2 separate regions of the Rattus norvegicus genome follow, and region 2 is linked to region 1. A link is a contact called in public Hi-C data. All regions are on one chromosome and are shown on one strand. Each heading gives the region's core, a stretch centred on a gene start, on an enhancer-like site or on the middle of the called end of the contact. The rest is flanking DNA. Distances are from core to core; before and after follow the strand shown. Region 1 holds the start of Fer1l5 (fer-1-like family member 5). Region 2 holds the start of Cnnm3 (cyclin and CBS domain divalent metal cation transport mediator 3).

Region 1 (4,024 bases), core at 1,025-3,524:
TTTCTCACTCCCAAGATGCTAGGTGCTTGGTAACAGGTTTTGAAACAATCTACCTCCTGGATGTGTTGCACAGGACATCATTCACATAGTGGAATTGACCATGAGATACCTAGCAGGGTTCCTGGTACCCTTTCGGAACTGGGCGCTCACCTCTGAAGTAGACAGTTACGCAGGCTTTGGGTGTGGGGCTGAGGGGAGGGTTAATTGTGGCAGACTCCACAACAACCCTGAGCATCTTGGACACTTGCTTCCTCCCCTCCTTCCCTGCACAGGACAACCTCTTGCTCTTTGGAGCTCCTCTGTTCCAGGTTCACAGGGTGAGGGAGCTTAGCAACAAGAGGAACATCACAGAGATAAGTGGTTCTTGGTTCCGAAGAGAATCTCCGGAAGAGATAAAGGACTGTGACAGAGTGTAGATTAAACAAGTGGCCCGAGGTGTACACAGACAAACCTTGCCGCTTTGAGGCGGACTCCTTTCTTTTGTCGCTGACCTCTAGAGTTTCAACAACAGGCACAGAATTCTCTTCTGTCTGGAATGAATTGTTGGCAAAGACATGCAATGTAGATGAGAAAATACAAGAGGTGAGGCCATCAAAATCCATATACAGGTAAATCAATGATGTCTCAGGGGAGGGCTTTTTAATGGAGAAGCAAGACATTTGGCATGTTTTTTTCCCCTTTGTTTGATTTTTTTTTTTAAATCTGGGAGACAGGGTCTCAAGTAGCCTAGGTTGGCTCTGAACTCACTATATAGCTGAGGCTGTTCTTGGATTCCTGATTTTCTTGCCTCTGAGGTGATGAGTATTTTGATTTTATAATAATTAATGCTAAGAAAGCTACTTCAAATAAAGACATGCTACAAAATGGCAGAAGTGATCTCAGAAATGATTGGGCAGTCTATTTTAATCCCAAGCTAAAATTCATTTAATTATTGTTTTATGAAGCTCAAATCAGCCATTCAGATGGCAGTTTCTAAAACCAAGCATTCTATCTATCACAGTCCAAAGAAATGTTACTTTGACACATGCTGAGAGAGAGAGGAACGTATTAAGAGCCTTTGTTTTCCATAATAAAGTTATCAGGTTTCTCTAAGAGCAGGAAACTTTGTGTCTACAGCAAAAACACTGCAATTGATAACATACAATAGTCTAAAGTCTGAGCCAAGGGGTTTTCGAAAACATTTGTTGGCGCCATAGTTATATGGCACGAGCCTCATGAAAGTGTGCTTGTTGTGTGCTCAGAACCAAGGATACAGTGACATTGTGGATGAACTGTCAGAAACACCCCTTGAGTTAATTTTCAGTCTTTGCACACCTACGAAACCTCTTGTCGTTGCTTAATTTTCCTGACCCTCCTCCTTAGTCAAGTCTAAGTCTAAAACACGTTGCTCTATGCTAGGCCCGGTAGTGCAGGCCTATAATCCCAGCGCTTGAAAGGGAGAGGAGCAGAGGATCTGTAATTCAATGTTAACCAGGAAGTGGTGGGCATGCGCAGAAGCAGGCAGATCTCTGAGTTCAAGGTCAGCCTGGCCTACTGGGCTTGAGAACAGTCAGGGCTCCACAGAGAAGCTCTGTCTCAAAAAACATCAAATAAACAAAAACAAAACAAAACTCGAACCAAACCAACAATAAAATTCAAGGTCTTCTCTGGCAGCATAGCTAGCTTGAAGCCCAGCCTGAGATACATGCGACCATGTCTCACCATCCCTCCATAAATAGTAAATAAAAACAACCAATGACACCTGGAGGTGGGGGTAGCTTGCAGTAATTGCCATCAAGAAATCAATTGAGCTCTTGACAGGTGGCGGAAATAATCCACTGTATTCCCCTGGCAACCTATTGAGGCAGGGTTTAGGTATTTGCACATTTCGAGATGAGAAAAGGGCGGAAACTTTGCTTGCTGGGATCTGTGGGCCAGGCGGTTAAAAATTGAACCTCACATCTCTCCTCTACCTCATCATCTACCTCATCCTAGTCTGAGCTCCACCAATTTCTCTTCGTTAAACACCGCAGAGCCCTAGAATTGTATCCGGACATTCTGCAAAGCATTCCCTCCCTCTTCTCTCCCCATCTCTCTGGTTTGTGGTCGAGGTCTTGAGACAAGTCTGTCGCTATGTAGCTCAGGCTGTCCTGGAACTCACCAAGATTCTCCTGTCTCAGCCTCCTGCCTTGGAATTATAAACAAAGTCTCAACGCTGGGCTGAGCCCGCCCACTGCAGATAGAACCCTGCTCTGTAATAGGTCGGGGGAGGAGGAACTGACTGTGGCGGGGAACACCGAGCGCCGGGGCTGTCTGAACTGCTTAGCTCTTTGCCCTCACTTTCCCCACAGAAAACGTAGAGGAAGGACGTCTCTGTCCCGGGGTCGCGCGCGCGCGCGCGGGCTCACGGCACTCCCCACAGGCCAGCGAGGTCGCGGATCCGCTCCAGGCTTTGCCGCTCGCCGCCGCGCAGTTCCGGAAGAGCAATCCACTTCCGCGTTTTCCTCGGAGCCCGTGGCGCCGGGCGGTGAGGCGCACGCGCACTGTGATCCAGCTCCGGCGAGCGCGCGGCCGACAACTGCGGGTGAGACGCGGGTCCGTCCCGGCGCGGGTGGCGGCCCGTGGGGTTCCAGGCGGCGGGCGGCGGCATCGGAGAAGACCTCGGGGCTCCGCGGGCCTGCGGGAGCCGGGGCTGGAGCCGCGGGCCGGGCGGGGCGCGGGAGGCCGACGCGGCCGCCCCAGCGCCCGAGGCGCCGGGCCGAGGAGGGCCCGGGGAGGGGAGGCGGGGCCGGGCGGCTCCTCCTCGCCGGGAACTCGGGATGACCTTGGCCGAGTCGCCCGGGTGGGCCGTTTTGTGGTTTTGCGGTTCCGTGGCGGGAACCTCACGGAGGAGCGGGCCGTTTGCCGGGCGCCTCGCTGAGGGAGGGCGAAGAAGAGGCCTCCTGAGGCCTCCTAAGGCCCCGGTCGGGCTGAGGGCGGGCTCTGGTTTTTCTTCTCTCAAAACTCCGGTGTACCTTGAGGTCGGTGCAGACCTTGGGTAGAATGTGACCCTAGGAAAGTCCCCTTGACCTCAGGCCAAAGCGATGATGTCTGGAGCCCTGGGCTGCACTCAGCCCACGGTGCCCGCCTGTTGTGCTGGGCGTGCTGGAGCTGACCGTCCCCACGCACTTCCTCTAGCTTTAGAAGAATTCATGTTTGTGATCCCTCTGATTTGCAAAATCCTTTACCACCCAGGAAGAAAATTGCTCAGCCAAAAAAAAAAAATTTTTTTTTTTTTTTTGAGATGGGATCTCACTGTTACCCTGGCTGTCCTGGAACGCATTCTATAGACCAGGCAGTCCTCGAACTCCCGGAGATAGGTCTGCTTCTTCCTCCCCAATGCTGGGACGAAAAGCGTGCGTCACCATGCCTTGGCACAGAAAGGTCATATTTTTGCTAACTGTGGAGTCTTGTCAGTTTACAGTCACAAAACTGTGTATGGCACCCGCCACCTTTCTGTTCCGTAGTGGTATGCATAATCGATGAATGATGGGCATAAAGGCATGTTTTGATAGGGAAACTTGGGAGAAACGGAAGCTATTGAGTTGACAAGCCCCTTTTCACCGCAGGTGACTAGCATGCAGATATTCGCACCCTGACTTGGTTTGGCTGCCTGACTACTGACATGGCCCACCGGGGTGGGGAGAGGGACTTCCAGACTTCAGCTCGTCGGATGGGTACCTCCCTGCTTTTCCAGCTTTCAGTGCATGAGCGGGAACTGGACCTTGTTTTTCTGGATCATAGCTATGCAAAACCGTGGAGTGCCCACCCCGATGCCAGCAGCGCCCGCCCCACCCGCATGCTCTTTGTAACTCCCCGTCGGCAGCAGGAGAATACTATGTGAGTTTGAGAATACCATGTGAGTTTGGGTTTCCTTCTTAAGGGCTACTTCCGCCTGACCATGGCAGTGTGGCGGGGCATAGATGTTCTTGAGAGTGATTGGGGCTGTGGGGTGACTGGAGAGCTTGGAAGGTGAAGCTGAAGAATTAGTGTCGTCCCCCCCCCC
Region 2 (4,024 bases), core at 989-3,488, 150 kb before region 1:
AAAAAGAAAAGAAATAAGGAAGGAAGAGGAAAGGAGAAAGGGAGGAGGGGGCTGGAGAGATTGCGCAGTGGTTAAGAGCACTGACTGCTCTTCCAGAGGTCCTGAGTTCAAATTCCAGCAACAACATGGTGGCTCACAACTATCTGTAATGGGATCTGGTGCAGGATACATGAAGGCAGAACACTGTATACATAATAAATATATTTAAAAAAAGAGAGAGAGAAAAAAAACTTAACGGGGGGGTGGGGGTAAGTAGAGGGCGGGTGGGTGGAGGGCAGGAAGCCAAGAAAGGAAACTAAATCACTATTTATGAGTTGCTTTCGATGACATTAAAATGAAAGTTCTCTTGGTACCTATAGGAAGTATTTGTGAGTCCCTCCTAATCCCACAATCTGGAAGGGCCAGGAGCCATCACAGGGCCAGCTAATTTAATGTTAAAAAGGCAAAGACAACGGTTTCTAGTTACCTAACCCTTTTGACATCATTTTAGTTATTATCCAAGAATCTGGGGCAGCTAGGAAGCCCAAGTGTACAAAAAACGGCCCAGAAGGAAACCTCTAGGATTAGAGCCAAGTAGGCATGCTCACTGCCTGCCAAGGGAGCTTTTATTCATTCATTTACTTTTGAGACGGAATCTTTAGTCCAGTTCAGCTTCCATTCTTCTAAGTAGAGGGCACCACCTTAATTTATGTGGTGCTGGGGAGTGCTCAGGGCTTCTTGTATGTTAGCAAGCACTAGGCTACCTCCCCAACTTTTTTTTTTTTTTTTAAATACAAATTGGGCCATCACCTTCCAATCCTCCCGCATTGGACTCCCACAGCACTTGCTTCTGCTTCTAAAAGGTGGGTCTTTAAATATTTCCAAAGGTCACTCCCAGGTGCAAGGCCATCACTTTCTGAGAAGGGTCAAGTTCCTCTGCCTTCTCTGGTGGAGTGAGACCCTTCCCAACAAAGGGCATCCCCTTACCTCTCTTGAACTCCTCCAGGACGGCGTCCAGTTTGGTGTCGTTGAAGACAAAGTGGAGTGGATGGTTGTAGAATCGGGTGATGGTGCTGAGCGGCGTGCAGTCCTCGGGGTCCACGAAGGCCAGGTCTTTGAGGTACAGCATGTCCACGATGTTGGAGCGCTCCTCCTCAAACACTGGGATGCGCGTGTGGCCGCTCTGCATGATGCTTGCGAGGACGCTGAAGTCCAGGACAGTGCCGGAGTCCAGCATAAAGCAGTCTTCGAGCGGCGTGAGCACGTCCTCCACGGTCCGGTAGCGCAGCACTCCCTTGCTGAGGTCGCTGTAGGGGTCGCCACCGCCGCGCGCCAGCTCTAGCACGCGCTCCCGCAGACGCCCGGGCCGCGCTGCCAGCTCCAGCAGCTGCCCGACGGGCAGCGCCACCGGCAAGGTGAGTAGCACCGCCAGGCGGCTGAGGCCCAGCGCGCGCGGCGCCAGCGCCAGAGCCCAGCGTCCGCTCACGGCGGCCGGCAGCACCTCACCTACCAGGAACACCAGCCCCGCGCAGCCCAGCACGGCGGGAACGGCGCGCTGGCCCACCGCCCCGTACAGCAGCACCGCCAGTGCCGCCTGTGCCAGGCTGGCCAGAAGCAGCAGCGCGCCCAGGGCGCAGCCGGCCCAGCGCCGTGCGGGTTCCAGGCGCCGCGCAGCCGCGCGCTCCGCCTCCGAGCCGCTCTCGCGCAGCACCTGCACCTCGGCCGGCGCCAGCGCCAGCGCGCTCAGCTGCAGGCCGCGAGCCACAGCCGCCAGAGCCAGCAGCCCGGCCGCCCCCAGCCCCAGCGCCCAGGGCGCCGCCGCCTCCTCAGCTGCCCCGCCGCCCGGCTCCACGCGCACTGCCAGCAGCGCGGAGCGCGGGTGGCCGGCCTCGGCGCGCAGGCGCAGCAGCGCGCGCCACTCGCCCGTGGGGGCGGCCGCCTCCGAGGGCTCCGTGGCCCGCCCGCCCTCGGGGCAGCCTGCGCCCTCCGGGGCTACCCAGGTCCAGGAACTGTTGGCCAAGCCTGGGCAGAAGAGTCGCAAGCACAAAGTGGCCTCCGGCGCTGCCCTTCCGCGTAGGGAGCCCGCGCCCGGAGCACCGTCCTCCTCCGTGCAGAAGCTCAGCAGTCCCGCGCCCGGCGCCGCCTCCCCTGCGGTGCTGCCCAGACAGAACGCAGCAAGCACCCAGCCCAACCAACCCGCCACAGCCGCAGCAGCCGCCGCCATGGCCTGCTACCCCTTCTGGGCCTCGGGCGCAGCCTACCCCACTCACCCGCGCCTATGCTGTTGCGGCCAATCGGCGCGGGCCTTCCCGTCACTTTAACCAATAAGCAGTTGACGGGGGCGGGCTCTGGGGAGAACTAGGCTGCGCCGGGGAGTAAACAAGCGGCGCGGGGCGGGGCAGGCCGGGGGGGCGTGGCGCTCGGTTGGCGAGGGAGGACGCGGAGCGGCCGTCTGGGACGACCTTAGCGTCCCGGCGTGTGTGGACGAGCAAGGTCGTTAGCCCTCTGGCCTGCAAGGTTAAGAGCTGAATAAGAACCAGGCGCTGGGCACACGGAAGCCAAAGATTGATTTTCTTATTTGTATATATGTATGTGGGTTTGCGCATGCGAGTGTAGTGCTTTATGCGGACAGAAGAGGGCGTCAGATCCCCCTGGAGCTGGAGTTCCAAGAACTGAACTCTGTTTCTTTCTTTTTTTTTTTTTTTTCCGGAGCTGGGGACCGAACCCAGGGCCTTGCGCTTCCTAGGCAAGCGCTCTACCACTGAGCTAAATCCCCAACCCCTCCTGAACTCTGTTTCTTAACACGCATTCTTTAACCTCAGCCAGCTCTCCGGCCCTATTGGTTTGTTTTAAAGCTGACGTCTCTCGAAGGCATTCCTGCTTTGCGTTGGACTCTGTGGATGTCAAGACAGACACCTGCTTTTGAGCAAGTTACTTTGACGGGACGCTCCATAGTAAATACTCAACCCCAGAAAAATCAGTTTCCTCGAATCTTCACACCTGTTTCATGTACTTAATCTTAAGGATAGAATGAGGTTTAGAGACTGAGTCTGTGTGCCATTGGGTTCTGACGCGCACCTGACAATCCAGGTCATGAAGCCACGCAGGAAGGTAGCAGTTTTCAGGAATGTTCACACTTGCTAGCTTCACAACCGCACTTTATCCTGATTCCTTGGGCCGAGAAAGCTGTTCTAGAGGGTTCTTTCTGTCCTCATTTTGGAAGACACCTATATGGATCAGATGGAGCGGTCTTCACTCTTTGCATGTAGTCTTTGTGATTAGCTCTTCTGTAGGTATCCACGTTTTTGCAATTTTCTATTTTCTCCCTAAATGCCCTAATACATGGACACATCTTATACATAGATGTTTTGTTTTGTGTGTATGTGGTATATGTGTGTTGTGTATGCAGGTGCAGAAGGAGGCTAGAACAGGTCACTGCATCCCCTGGAACTAGAATTACTGACATTTGTGAGTTACCATGTGGGTTCTGAGAACCAGGACTTCTGCAAGAGCAGTTAAGTGTTCTTAACCACTGAGCCCATCTCTCCAGCCCCTTGAATGTTTTTTAAAAAGGATTCTGTAGACATAACTCAGTGTCCTAAAAATATTATGTAATATGACCACAAGTTGTGTAGAAGATAATGTACAAAAACAAAACAAAACAAACAAACAAAAAAACAGGCCCCTGAGGAAAGACCAAGAGGGAAAATCATTGGTGAAAAGTTCTTACCCAGCTTGTAATCTCAGCAGAGGCCAGCAGGGGCCTCATAGTGAGTTAGAGGCCAGGTAGGGCTATATAGTGAGATCCTGTCTCAAAAATCAAAACAAGGGGCTAGAGAAATGACCCCATGCTGCTCTTCAGAGGACTCTCGTGTGGTTCCCAATACCTCCACTCAGGTGACTCACCACCACCTCTACCTCCAGCCCCAAGGAATCCTGTGCCCTCGTCTGCCCTCACATACATCGAATACGTACATATACACACACACCTTTAAGAACTAAACAGAGTCCCCCCAAAAGTCTTTACAAAGTTGGCAGTGACTCT

Evidence for each region. Hi-C and Micro-C count contacts between places; a contact is called where the count stands out from the background.
Region 2: a Hi-C map of liver shows a contact between it and region 1, with 1.7 times the contacts expected there. The contact joins the promoter of Cnnm3 here to the promoter of Fer1l5 in region 1. A contact is called at or near these places in 3 of 12 Hi-C or Micro-C datasets (the A7r5 cell line, hepatocytes and liver).

The regions. Positions count from the first base shown.
Region 1 is chr9:46,100,048-46,104,071 of GRCr8, reverse strand. Fer1l5 (fer-1-like family member 5) reads right to left here and starts at 2,274. Exons shown (of 54, transcript XM_039084527.2): 1 at 2,141-2,274; 2 at 452-530. It overlaps Kansl3 (KAT8 regulatory NSL complex subunit 3), which reads left to right and starts at 2,551. Exons shown (of 20, transcript NM_001034835.1): 1 at 2,551-2,563; 2 at 3,588-3,858. The coding sequence starts at 3,644.
Region 2 is chr9:46,249,479-46,253,502 of GRCr8, reverse strand. It overlaps Cnnm3 (cyclin and CBS domain divalent metal cation transport mediator 3), which reads right to left and starts at 2,238. Exons shown (of 8, transcript NM_001106901.2): 1 at 967-2,238. The coding sequence starts at 2,203.